2 separate regions of the Mus musculus genome follow, and region 1 is linked to region 2. The links are chromatin contacts, called in public HiChIP or PLAC-seq maps. All regions are on one chromosome and are shown on one strand. Each heading gives the region's core, a stretch centred on a gene start, on an enhancer-like site or on the middle of the called end of the contact. The rest is flanking DNA. Distances are from core to core; before and after follow the strand shown. Region 1 holds the start of Mtpn (myotrophin). Region 2 holds the start of Tmem140 (transmembrane protein 140).

Region 1 (6,501 bases), core at 2,676-5,175, 680 kb before region 2:
TATCTTTACCTTTTTGTTGTTGTTGTTGTTGTTGGTTTTTCGAGACAGAGTTTCTCTGTGTAGCCCTGGCTGTCCTGGAACTCACTTTGGAGACCAGGCTAGCATCAAACTCAGAAATCCTCCTGCCTCTGCCTCCCGAGTGCTGGGATTAAAGGCGTGTGCACCACGCCTGGCTCCATTTTTTTGATTCCCTATAATTGATTTAATTTTCCAAACATTTTATTTTTAACTATGTGTGTGTGTGCATGTGTGTGTGTGTGTGTGTGTGTGTGTGTGTGTGTACACATGAGTGCCAGTGCCAGTGGAGAACAGAAGAGGGTATTGGATCCCTAGAGCTTGAGTTCTAGGCCATCCAATGTGGATGCTGGGAACCAAACTCCCTGCTCCAAGAACAGTACTCATCTTAACTACTGAGGTATCGCTTAGCTCACTTGCACGCTTATTTGCAAACTGGACAGTTATTTTCTAAGCTGATCTTTTCCTGTACTGTTTTGTGTAATTTATTTATCACTATTTACCAACATGGAGAGCTGGGTTCCATTTCCAGCCTCTTCCACTTCAGCCACAAGCATATGGATTGCATTATCTGCCTCCAGGCGTCCCCATGCCCTGAGAGTCTTTCCTAATCTTTTGCTCCTATGAACGTGAATCACCATTCTCACAGCTTCTGTCATTTCCTTTTCTATGTACTACCTGATTCCTAAGTCAAAGTTCACTGGCTTTATTCACTCCTTCCCCAAACTGGGAATTGTTTAACTAATCAAGACTGACTCAGTGCTGCTCCAGGAGTAAATATCCAAGTCTCAGTGGTTGAAACAACAAATTATCTCACTCATACTACATATTCATCAAAGGATGAGGCCATCTCTGAGCAAATGCTCTTTAAGGACCCCCGGCTGTCTATGTCATCCTTGTCTTGAATGTTGCCCATTGCTACAGCAGAAGGAAAAACTGGGTTCTAGAAAGTCTTGAACTAGACAGCCGAGTGATGACTAATGTCACTTGAATTCGCAGTAATAGGCCAAAATTAGTTACATGAAATCACTCGACTACAAAGAATTCAAGAAGAGCAATCCTCTCTTGCATACAGACAGACAAAAATCATCATTTATTGAATACCCACAAAGTCCTTTCAAAATAGGTAAATAAAAAAGATGAAAATTGAAAAAAATATGATATAGGATTGAAATAAGTAGTTTTAGAAGCCTCACTTAAAGGTAAAATTTGCATGTAGATCTCAAAGATTAAAAAGAAACAGCAAGATTTAAAAGAGAATCTTAAACAGGAAATAAGATACATAGAAGCCATAGGCTGGCTTTTTCTGAAAATGACAGAAGGTAAGATATGTGGAAACTCGAGAAGCAGTGGTTAAGGGAATGTCGTGGGTTAGGATTGCCCAGGGGAGATTACAGAGGGCCCTGATCTGATGGACAAACAGAACATATATTAGGAACCTACTAAACGCTTAGAACAAGGAGTGGATGCTCTGTTTGTGCTTAAAACAGTGAAAAATCAGAATGGTGAGAAATCACCTGGAACACAGTGAAAATAAAAATGAGATTGGCCAAAAGGCCAGCTCTGTCTGCTCGGGTGACTGTAGGGATCAATAATGAACTCTACAGGAAGTCAACCAACTTTGAAGTATGTCGAGGGCCTTTGACAGTTGGGTTAGGAAAAAGTTGGGAATAGCTGGAGCTATTGTGATGTTCATGTTTCTGGTTTGGGTGACTGGGTGGTCAGTGAAGCTATTTATAGAACCATGGGGTATGTAGAGTTAGCTAAGTTTCGAATCTATAAAACAAGATATAATATACTTAAATATACTAAGCTTAAGACACTCAAATGAAATGCTGACGGTAAGAGTAGGTCACATGGGGATAGTCTTGCTTAGTGCTGAACCAAGACCTGCCATGTCCTATAACTTGGACATCACTGGGGTAGGTTTGTGAGGAACCAAACTTCACCTCACATTTTTTTTTTGAACTGAAGTTTCCTTCCAGAAAGGTGTCGATTTGTATTCTCAACCGTCAGAATTAAATACAGTAACAATGTAAGCTGCTTTTAACTATTCAGAGTTTTTGTGTGTGTGTGTGTGTGAAGTCTTTATCTATTGCTGTTCAATGATAACAAATGTGTACTCACCAGACAGCATCATTTTGCTACAAAATTTTAAGAAAAAGGGTTAAACAACTTGCTGGTCAGAACACAAAACCAGCCAGAGTATGCCCAATACTTTAAAACTATTAAACTCCACCGTATGCTTCCAACCTCTGTATTTTGTGGTGCAGAAATAAATTAGTTTGGTTTATTTGTTTACCGAATAATGAATAATAGCCTATATACATAATAGTTCTAGTAGGAATTTTTTCTCAGTGTTCTTGGGTATATACATAAATTTGAATCATTAGGATTGTAAGATAGAATTCACCAGGTGGTTGAATTCTAAGATGTTTCAGCCAAATTCTAAGAACAAAACTGGCTTCAGAAAAACAGTTCTGTTTGCTACAAATCAAATAAAAAGTGAGTGCTTCTTAAACCACACAAATTTTTAATGATGCTACGCATGTTTGTTAGCGGTCATTTGTTGGTCAGGAAAAGCTCCTAGTTTTTAATTGCCATCACACACTTAAGTATTTTCCACCATAGAAAGTAAATGTACATAATTCACGTTGTTGAGTTGGCAAGATGGCTCAACCAGGAAAGATGCTTGTGACAAAGCCCGATGGTGACCTAAATTCAGTCACTAGGACCTACATAAGAGTACTCTCCCACAAGTTGTCCTCTGAGTTTACACGTATGCACACTCATGCCCACATCAGTGCATCTGTACACAAGCACGTACGTATGCAATTAAAAAGAAATAAACCTACTGACACCGTTGTCTCAACTACGTGTTGAAGATTTCCTTCTGAGAAAAAAAAAGTTTTATTCTTTCCTTTTTATTTCCTTCTGGTGGATGTCCCAAAGAAACTGCATGGTTGAGGAAAGGGAGAAGAAAGGCCAAGAGTGGTAGTGGGAGAGAGAGGAGAAAAGACCAAGGGAGAGAGCCCCACCCAGCCACTGATGTATGAGAATAGGAATAGAGTTTGATGCCTAAAGGTAAAACAAACCAGTAGGTCCCACACGTATGCACTCAACAGGAAGCGCTAAGTGGGTTCAGAGAGCTCAACACAAGACCCGAGCACTGCTGCAGAGATGGCTCAGAGGTTAAGAGCACTGGCTGCTCTCGCAGAGGAGCCCGGCTTGGTTCCCAGCATGGCCCATATGAAGGCTCACCGCTGTCTGTATCTCTAGCTCTCTCAGATTTTATGCTTCCTCTTGCCTCTTCGGGCACTCGCACACATTGGTTCACATAAATGTATATATTCTGTCAAAACTATCATACACGTAAATGAAAATTTGGTTTTTGGTTTTTTGTTTTTGGTTTTGTTTTAAGAAGAGAGGTCACATAAAGTTGTGAAGGAAAAGTAGTGGTGAAGTGGAGAAGGGATTCAGGAATGAATTTGTTCAAAACATACTATATGCATAGATGAAAGTCTCAATAAAAATGTTTTGAGAGTGGGTTGGTTTTTTGTTTTTCCTCTTTTACTAGTTTAAAGTGGGATAGTAAGAGAGAGAGAATCTAAACACATTATTATTATTATTATTATTATTATTATTATTATTATTATTATTAGTTATTTTTAGAATTATTAGAAAGTGAGCCCTGGAAACTAACGTTCCCCTCTGTCGTGGAACTGGAGTGTCCTACTCCCATCCAACACCTCCCCAGGTTCAGCCCCTGATTTTCCTGACCTCCAGGAACATTCTACTCAGCCTCACGGCCCCGCCCATTGGAACCACGCCTCTACTCTGCCTTGGCCGGCCAGGATAATGCGCCTGCGCAAAAGTGGCTCTCCTGAGGTAAGCAGTCGGGGCGGGGTCCCGAGCAGAGCTTTCTGGAGAGAGGAAGAGGAAGAGGAAGTGGGAGGCGGGCCCTAGCGGGGCGTGAACCGGAAGTGTAAGCGTCCTGCTTCTCCTCAGCTAGGCGGAACCTGCTCTGCTGGGCCCAACGGCTGCAGAAGAACTTTCTCCCGCCCGAACCGTAGCCGCGACCCGCAGTCTCGCCCGCTCAGCGGCCTGAGGCGCGTCGCTTTCTCGTGTCCCCTCGTCGGGCCTAATCGCCGCTCCTGCCCGGCCCGCCGGCCCACCCCGCTGCAGTCATGTGCGACAAGGAGTTCATGTGGGCCCTGAAAAACGGAGACTTGGATGAGGTGAAGGACTATGTGGCTAAGGTGAGCGGGGATGCGCGGCGCTGATGCTGCGCTGCGGCGGGGTGGGTGGTCGTGAAGCCCAGGGCGTGGGGGACACCGGGAGCTGGGCCAGCTTGGGAGACTCGTGGACGCCGCAGGGCCTGGATCTGGGTGGCTCCTCGGTGCCAGGTAACCGCTGTGTTGTTGCTAAGGCGGCTGTGGCCTGTCCCAGCCCCGCAGGTAACGGGCGCCTGGTTGTCTCCCTCGATCGGCACGGGCCGGCCCTCTAATACCCCGGGTACTGCAATCTTTGAATGAGGCATTTCTCCATCTTGGCCTCGCACCGGGTTCCTGAGAAGGAAACCCGAGCAGTTCGAATCGGGAACGATTTCCTGAACGTGCGGCCTGGTGGAGATGGGGAGGATTCAGAGGATCCGTCACCCGTGAAATGAGCTGCCCCAAAATAGCCATAGTTAAATTTCTGAAACTTGGTGTCACTTCGCTCTGAAAGTCTTTAACTTGGGTGTGGCCTTTTTCCTCTCCACCACCACCACATAATATGTGTATGTGTGTGTATCGTTTGCTTCGAGTGGTAAGGTTGCCATTTGGCATCTGGGGTGTTGGGAAATCGGAGTAGTTTTCAAAAAGCCTTTTAACTTGGGGTACTCCATTATTTCATCTGAAGTCCGCGCGCGTGTGTAGTAAATAGTACTGCAGTCTGATCACGCTATGTTTGGGATATGGTTAAGAAACCCAAATTCAAAACCATACTTGGAGGTACTTGGAAAGTTCTGACCTGGCCTGCCTTTGGGTCTTAAATTGCTCCTTTTGTAATTGTAAGGAGAACTTCTATAGTTTTATTATTATTATTATTATTATTATTATTATTTTCCGAAAGTAGAATTTTGTGACAACTGTGAACATCTTGGTCCTCTTCAAAAAGTGTGAGCCTGCGGTCAAGATTTTAAATCTTAAAAGGTGTGAGCGGTGGCATCCTGCCTCACAGGACTTGTTTTAGGAAACAGGCAGAAGCAGGTTGATTGGTTGGTTAGTTTGTTTGTTTTTAACTACAGGATTGTACAAGGATGATAGTTTTTTCTCCACTTGATGCCTTATAATTTAGACTTTTCACATGTATTTGATCTGCTTAGTTGATTGTAATGGATGTTTAAGGCAAGCTACCTTCTGACTACCTTAGCTAGTAACAAATAGAAACCTGAACTACCGTCTCTTCAATGTAGAGTTATAGAAAAATACATCAACCAGTAGTGGAACAACACACGATTGTCTCAAAGTGAGTGGCTCTTGTTTTTCCAGCCCCTGCTCAAACATAGGGGATTTAAAATACAAAACATTAATAAAGAATTTACAGTTACAAAAATAACATGCATGAAATTGTTTCTGTTGTCAATATGTTAACTTACAACTTCATGACTGAACCATTCATCCAAAGTGGAAATTGGGTGATTGTCCTGCATAGCTGAGGTTTATCAAGACTACCTTGCTTCACTCTCCAGTCTCAGCATGACTTGAAGTTAGTTGCTGCTGTTTCCTATTCCCCACCCCACCCCACCCCACCCCCTGTATTTTCTTGATTTGGTTTGCCCACCCCCATCCTGGTCATCTTCAATAGTTAGCTGAAGGGATCAGTGTTTATTTTAAGCATATTTTTTTTCTCAGTGAACTTCCTTCTCTAACTTGATGATAGATGCTTTTGACTCTATATCACTTCCAACTCTATCTTTTGGTCTACTGGGACATTGTGTTGTGTTGAACAATTCTTTTTCTTCCCTATCTGAAAGCTGTACTCCAGACCCTCACTTGTATTTCTTTAAGTAGCTTTGTCCATGTACGCTTACATTTGACCAAGTAAGCTTCACCAGTTAGCCTCCAAGCTCATGAATTCATGTTTGTCCTCTTAACCTAAATATCACCTCTTCCAAAAACAAACAAAAACCAAAACCCAAAACAAACAAGCAAACAAAAACTCCCAACACCTCACCTTGAAAGGAAGTGAAGCTTCTTATCCTGTTTCTCATTGTGATTTTGCAGAGTATCTGTTCTTCATTAGGCCCAGAGCCTCTGGACAGTAAATGCTCTGTTCTTTTAAATCTTAATATCTCCAGTATAACCCTATAACACATTAAAAGCATATGTTCTTAGTAAGAACGTCTTTCCTTACTGTGATTTTTAGCTATGATTTCAATAAACTAAACTAGTTATATAAAAGTAATTGCCGGGCATGGTGGCGCATGCCTTTAATCCCAAC
Region 2 (7,255 bases), core at 3,219-5,718:
ATACTATGCAGAGGATTGAAGTTCCTCCACAGAAAGTCCCCACAGCCGGTGTTCCCTCTCCAGAAACACACCTAGATGGCTAACATCTGATTCCTTCATTGGCAAGCCTCTGCCTGGCAGGCGTTCGTGGGCCGTGAGCGAGTTCCCAAGTAGGGTGAGGATCCGCTGCTACTCCGGAGCTCTTGTCTCTTGGGTGACATTAAAAATGCTCCGGCCTTCTTTTTGTTTCTTTAGCAGACGACCCCTCCAATTGTCACTACACACCCTGCCTCAGACTTCCAGTCCTCTTGCTGTCTCCTCCTCAGTCGCCACAGTGGCCTCCCTGGTATTTTCTGGAAACCTAAGACAAGCTGAAGACTCCTGCCATTGTTTCCAACCCACTCCCCTTTCAGGTCTCTGCTCAAATGACTGCCTGGGATTAGACTCACCTTCCTTGCTTACCACTGGGGAAACTGCAATGCCCTTCTCTTCCGTGAGCCCTGCCTGGCATCTCATCCCTGCTCATCAGCACGTCTGACTGTCTGACAGAAGGCACTCCGCTTACCCCATCCTCCAGGCGTCTGGACCTCCAGGGCAACAAAGGCTTTGTCTGTTGTTGAGTTTGCTTTGCTTTCCTTTGTTCTCTGTGTAGACAGATGAGGTCTGACAACAGCCTTGGGCGTGTCAGTCTTTCTTTAGGAATGTGATCCACCTTATTTTTTTGAGACAGGGCCCAGAGATCACCCATTAGGCGAGGCTGGCTGGCCAGTGAGCCCTAGGGCTCCATCTGGCTCTGCCTCCCAAGTGCAGGGGTTACAAGCGCAGGCCAGCGTTCTCAGCTGTTTATGTGGATACTGAATGTCAAACTCAGGTCCTTACAACTGCATGGCAAACACTTTCCCAACTATGTCAGCTCCTTACTTATGTTCAGTTTTCCCTCCTTCCCTCCCCACTTCCCTCCCCCCTCCCTCCCCACCTCGCTCTTGCTCTCTCTCTCTCTCTAACTCTTTCTGTGTATGTATGTATGTATGTATGATCTATCTAAATTTTTTCTGTTCTGTCCTTAATACCCAAGGCTGCTCCTGGCATCTAGAATGCACTCAACAAACATTCCCTGGATGGCAGGCATGGTTGATTGGCTGTCAGTGGCAGCACATGTCACACATCACAGCACACACAACTTCTCATAAGTTCCTTCCTCTTTCTTTTTTTTTTTTTTTTTTCACTTGCTTCACTGTCCTCTGGTTGTTAAAAAAAATTACTCCCACAACACCTGGGTTCAAGTCCCTCTCCTGTCACTACAGTCTCTGGGTCTGCATGGGACTTTGGGAGACAGAGTTGGTATTTCTGTGGTTGAACCAGTTCTGGGCACATGCTAAGTGCACGTGTGTCCTGTGATCATGAGGCTGAGGCAGCGATTTATGGGGAGAAGAGTAAGGTGGAGGCTGAGGGTGGTCGTGTGAGCAGTGAGGGAAGGCAGAACAATAGGCTCTGACAGGCTGCAGGGAGAACAAGTTTGCCCATTTCCTTGTCAGAGAGGCCGCTGGCCTCCTGTAACTGTGTTTAAGATTAGTGTCTGTGGCTTAGGTGTGGCTCTCAGGGAATAGACAGGAAGGAGAATGGGAAATGTGTCGTGCTTCCTTTGGCAGAAACATGAGCCCATGTCCTAGTTTCTCAAGACAGGGCTAGGGCAGTGCTGTGGCCTGGGTGTGGTTAGTAGTGTAGGTGGCCTCTATGGAATGCTGGAATGTTTGCGTTCACCATCAGTCTGCTGTGTAAATAAAAACAGCTTGGCCAGCAGAGATAGGACTGTACCAGGGCACTGTGACAGAAAGCCAGAAGCATGGTCCAGGCTAAGGCGTGGACAGCAAGAGTTGAAGTAACTGTTTAAATGGCTCCTTTAATATTAACTTTGTATTTGTTCCAATGTTTTGCTGCTTATTGGCATTGGGTAACAGATAACCTAGCAAGGAACAAAGGTTACAGAAACTTTGAAGACAAAAAAGCACCCTTAAAGATGAGTCCCACCTCTGTCTCTCTGTATTGGTAGGTCTCCCAGCATGCTTAGAGGCAGCCGACTCCTGGGCTGAGGACCAGGCTTCCCAGGACCTGGTTCTGCTCTTGAGCTCTGCCGCTCTTCCCTGCAGTTCTGAGGAGGGAACTGTGCCATCCCCTTCCCAGGCTAGGATTTCATCTCCTGACCCCACTAATGATGCATTTGGGAGGTCCCTGAGCCAGGAGCCCTGGAGAATCAAAGACACGAGGAACAAACAACATTCCCCTGACCCCGACTTCCCCCGCAGATAAGCTTGTGCTCCACTTGGAAGACATACACTACATAGAGTTTTAAGAAGATAATTTTGAAAAGATTTAGGGAGGATCTAAACAAGGCTAAGTGAGGGGGAGAGAAACCAGCAGGAATAATGGTTCCATATCACAGGGCTGGGGAACAGCCATACACATACTGGAGATACTAGGTTTAAGGCCTAGTTTCCATTAGCTATAGCTAGCTGATGCTAAACTGGCTTGTTATTAACAAGCCAAAAAAAAAAAAAAAAAAAAAAAAAAGCTCTGAACTATTTTAGGACATTATGCCATATGCCAAAATAAATTTCACATGGATTCAAGAATGAACCAATATAAAATAAGATCTAGAAAAAAATAAACTCTGATTTATGAATAAGAAAGTACGTTCTGAACTTAAAAGCACATCAAAACTACAAGGAAAACTATAGATTTAGCTATTTTTTTAAAAAAATGGAAATTTCTGTGCACTAGTAAAAACAATACAGAATTAAAAGTCAATGAGCATGGAGAATATCTGCCAAAAATGTGAGATGATAATACACACAATGTATGGAATGTTCATGCAAACATCAAGAAAAACACTGCGCTGTGTGAAACGGGATTCGGTAATACAAACAATTCACAGAAGAATGAACCTAGCAAGAAAAAAAAGATCTGTGTTTTTCCAGTGCCTCCAAGGTACGCTGGGTAACCTTCTTCTCCCTAAAGACTGTAGCTAGCATCCTCAGTGACACTCCAGATGCCAAGACTGGCTTCCTAACATGGTGACTCTGACTCTAAGGTTTGTGTTTTTGGCCAAATGACCCACTTTTACCGCCTTACCCCTAGGCAGTATCATAGAAAGGATGGAGTACTACAATGTCAGGCATAACGGAGGTCAGTTGTGTGTTAGAATGGAGAAGCAGCTTTTAGGAGCCAATTCAAAAGCACAGGGGTGGTCAAGGCATCCCTAGACAGGTGCACAGGAGAGAGAGGAGGCCATGGGTGGTCAAGGCATCCCTAGACAGATGCACAGGAGAGGAGAGGCCACGGGTGGTCAAGGCATCCCCAGACAGGTGCACAGGAGAGAGGAGAGGTGGAGAAAATCAGTCCTGTGGTGTTTCCCAGTGAAGGCCACATTAAAATGTTCCCAGAATTACGTGCTGTTGGTGAAAAGTGAGATTATAGAGCAAGCCACCATAGCCTTAGTAATTCGATAATGTGGGGACTAAAATAGCAGCTTAGAAAACGGGATGTGTGAGGCCTTGCTCCAGGCGCTGACTCTCAGACCTGCGATTAGGAAGACCCAGAGAGGAGGAAATACTGAAAACACACTTCAGCTGTCTCTGAAAGATTTCCCCCCACCCCCCCGTTTTTTTTTTTTTTTCTTTTCTCTCCTATCCAACAACTTGATTTTACAGATTAAAGAAGTGTAATGGGAGTTATTAATCAGCCAGAAAAGATAAGAAAGGAAAGAAAAGAAAAGAAAAGAAAAGAAAAGGAAAGAAAATAAAAGAAAAAGAAAAAGAAAGACCTGTTTCAAGGGACAATCCCCCCTCCATGAGTTTCCTTTGGGGGCTGATATCAGGTCTTAAAATCTTTTATGTCCTATAATTCTCTTTTGGACAAGAACACAGATCTTTTCTTTGTGTTTTTCAAATCTTGGTATCAGTTTGGCTGTAGTGACATGTTTTTGTCTGCCTGCCTACTTCTGGAGAACAATGTGTCCCAAAGCCACAGGTATTAATGGTACAAGCTTCCTGAACACCAGGCTGCATGCAGCTACCTGTGTGTTTCTAACCATTTACAGAGTTTTTGAGGCAGAGATGCACACAGTGATGCTTACGAGCATGGGGGCAGGACAGAGGTGAAAGGTTATATCACTCTCTGGGGAGAGAGGAGGCCACCGACACCAAGCAAAGCGTCCCCCCTTGGTTTGTTGCTAGAATGTGGAGTCTGGGAACTTAAACACCTCTTATCCCTTGTGGAGTTGTGGGGGTGTACTTACAAAAACCAACGCTGGAGCCCAGGAACACTCATCAAAAGGTGACACAGGAAATCAGCGTCTGTCTGGGGAGTCGATCTTCTCCTGGGCTGCTTTCTAAAGTCAGGCTCCAGAAACCAGGGCAGAGGAGAGAAGCTGCAAGCAGACAGCTCAGAGCTCCTGGGCTCTGCCTGCACTCGCAGGCAGTCGCGTTCAAGTAAACAGCTCTGAACTTTGGTACATTTGTGCTGACTGATGTCACTCTCAGCTGATTTCACTTTCGTTTTTTAACTTGCCTGTGTCTTATGACTTTTCAGAAATGAAGAGTGTAAACAACTTGTTGCTCATGGGAGCACATGACCCACAACTGGCGCACCCTGCCTGAGCCAGGTGAGGGTCCCGATTTTACTGTGCGAAAGTTGATACCAGCTTCCAGACCTCCAGGGCATTGCAACTCTTAGAGAAACACGACCCAGAATCTTTCTAGGGAGGGACCTTAGTTCACATGGCCAAGCTTCCAGCCAGTGTAGCTCCTGGAACCTGGGTCCCCTCTTCTCATTCCTTTGGAAGGCACCTATGCCTTGGACTCTCCTTTCAAAACTCAACCGATGATCTTGACTGTGTCTCTAGATTGGAAACTTTGCCGTTAGCAAAGTTATATCTAACAGTTATAGAGCAACAGAAACACTGTGTTCCCATTTCAAAGTAAAAGAGAAAGAAAGCTTTTAGTCTTGAGATCGCAGGGAGGGGACTCTTGCCTCCCAGGCTCACATGATCTCTGCAGCTTCAGAACTGGGTGAGCTTGGCAAAGACAGTAGACAGCTCCCAATAGCGCTAAACCCTTGGCGGCTTTCTCTACTTTCTACATGACACCCTGTACCTAACTGGGTCTTGGTTCATCCCAGGGGTTCCCTTTGCCGCCATGCTAGGTTAGATTTCTTGTTTCTGGGTCCCAGGCTTTTCTCTTTTCTGCTGTATTCACTTTTGGTAGAATAAATTCCAGGTGATTTACTGAGAAATGAGGGACACCAAAGGTTTTTTGTTTTTGTTTTTGTTTTTTTTTTTAATTTGTCAAACTGATATCTTTATTCTATTCTTAAACTTGTTCAAAGTTGGATAGAGTATAGTGTTTTTCTTTAAACTTAATTTTCCCATGCAACCTGGAGGCCGAGTTCCATGTTGTCTGCCTTTCCCGTTGCTAGGAAGTTCAGAGCTGGTCTCCTTCCCACTGTTGTCCTTTCAGCCTTTTGCCTTTAAAAGAAAGTGCCATTTTAATGAGGTCTTGCAAAGAAAAAAAAAATGAAATATCAACCATTTTGCCATTTTCAACTGGAAGCCTAAGTCCTCCACTCCCACCCCACCCCCTCACCCCCTTTGAGACACCACTTTTGCCCCTGAACTTCCTCACACCCTACCAGACAAATTTACTCGGGGAGAGTCTCCGAGCCCTTTGCTCTGATGTCTGACTTCCTGAGACCCACTATCTGTGCTGTTCCTGTGGAGCTGCACTTAGGGACGCTGTTGCCTCTTTTGAATGACGTGGCTCTTCTTAGAGTACTGCTGGTACTCTAGACAGTAGTCTGATCTCTCAGCTTGATGATTCGCTCCCACGCGCATCTTCTACCTTATGAAGAAGCTGGGCAAAGGTGACTGGTTCCAGTATGTCCAGCCTGTAAGGTTGGGAAGAGTCTTTGTACTGTGGTTGGGCGGAGGAGCCAGCCGGTGACTCTAACCTCCTAGTTGTACGTGATTGGAGCACCTTGCCTCTGCAGCTTGGAGGGGGAGTGAAGGGAGAGAGGGAGTCACGGTGGCATGCCTCCTTGCCATTATTATGAGGACTTAGTACCTTTACTTGAGTGTGTTTTTGCTATGTTTGTTATGTGTGTGAGTGCTCACACACCACACAGACACTGTGGTTGTCAGAGGACAACTTGCAGTTGTTTCTCTCTTTCTGCGTGAGTTCTGGCGATTCACTTCACATAATGAGGCCTGGAGCAGGGCTCCTTTACATCCTCAGCTGCTCACTGGCCCTGAAATATGGAGCAGAATCTTAGCAGGGCTGATGTATTTGAAATGGATTCCAGAATGATGGTGCCTAGGCTTTGAAGTTGCCTTTTGTAAATAGTGGTTGTTCTCTGAGGTTTATGGGGTTGCTCTTCTAAAGGACTCTCAGAGCCTTCCCATAATTCAGACGTGCCTGGAAAACAGAGAAGTCTCATTTGGCTGAGAGTTGCTTAGGTAATGGCTCCTTCAGACAATTCCTAGATCAGATAAGGTTTTGGTATGTGGAAATTGACTAGCTAAAAGTACCTTTTGTGTAACAATAAAGAGCCCTGCCCATCCCCCCTAAAAAAAAAAGTTTGGAGTTTAGTCCTTGGCAATTAAAACAGCATATATCTGAGTGATGAATGAGTCAAAGAAGAAATACAGAAAGAATTTTTATTTATTTCAATCCTGGAGTTAAATGGAAATGTACCATGCAGAACCCCTGGGACACGTTATGAGTGATCCTAAGAGAGAAAAAAATTTACAGCTCTAAGAACCTACACTAAAAAATCAGAAAGACCACAAATCAATGGCTTAATGCATCTCAAGAATTGGGAAAAACAGGAACAAACCAAACTCAAATCCAGCAGATAGGAAAAAAAAATCAGAGCAGAAATGAAAGGAAAAAGAATAATATGTAAAGCAGTAAATGTAATAAGCTATATAATTGGACTTAAAGACAAAAACCATATGATCATCTCAATAGGTCTTACTCATCTCTCTCCCACTGCCTAGTTATACCATTTAAAGTCTTTGCTGGTTAATCTAGTTACTGTAAATTCCTGGAAGATCTGATGGAGGTTTTCAAGAGAAGGGAATGTTTGGGTTTAATCTTCAAGGAGAAGCAGAGGCTTTCCAGATGTACTGCTAGGTTTACATAATAAAGATAAGACAGAACGGCCTATGGAAGCGCTGCATACTTAAACATTTTAAGTTAAAATTATAACGTGAAGAGCAGAG

Evidence for each region. HiChIP or PLAC-seq counts read pairs in DNA pulled down with a chosen protein or histone mark.
Region 1: a contact with region 2 is called in an HNF4G HiChIP or PLAC-seq map of pancreatic cancer cells. The contact joins the promoter of Mtpn here to the promoter of Tmem140 in region 2. A contact is called at or near these places in 4 of 39 promoter capture datasets (the C10 cell line, neutrophils and pre-B cells), 2 of 484 Hi-C or Micro-C datasets (CD8 T cells and the G1E-ER4 cell line), 2 of 115 datasets of contacts at active chromatin or transcription factors (memory CD8 T cells and pancreatic cancer cells) and 1 of 9 other capture datasets (adipose tissue).

What each region holds. Positions count from the first base shown.
Region 1 is chr6:35,537,312-35,543,812 of GRCm38.p6, reverse strand. Mtpn (myotrophin) reads left to right here and starts at 3,925. Exons shown (of 4, transcript NM_008098.4): 1 at 3,925-4,274. The coding sequence starts at 4,203.
Region 2 is chr6:34,860,359-34,867,613 of GRCm38.p6, reverse strand. Tmem140 (transmembrane protein 140) reads right to left here and starts at 4,468. Exons shown (of 2, transcript NM_197986.3): 1 at 4,274-4,468. It also overlaps a transcript of Agbl3 not described here.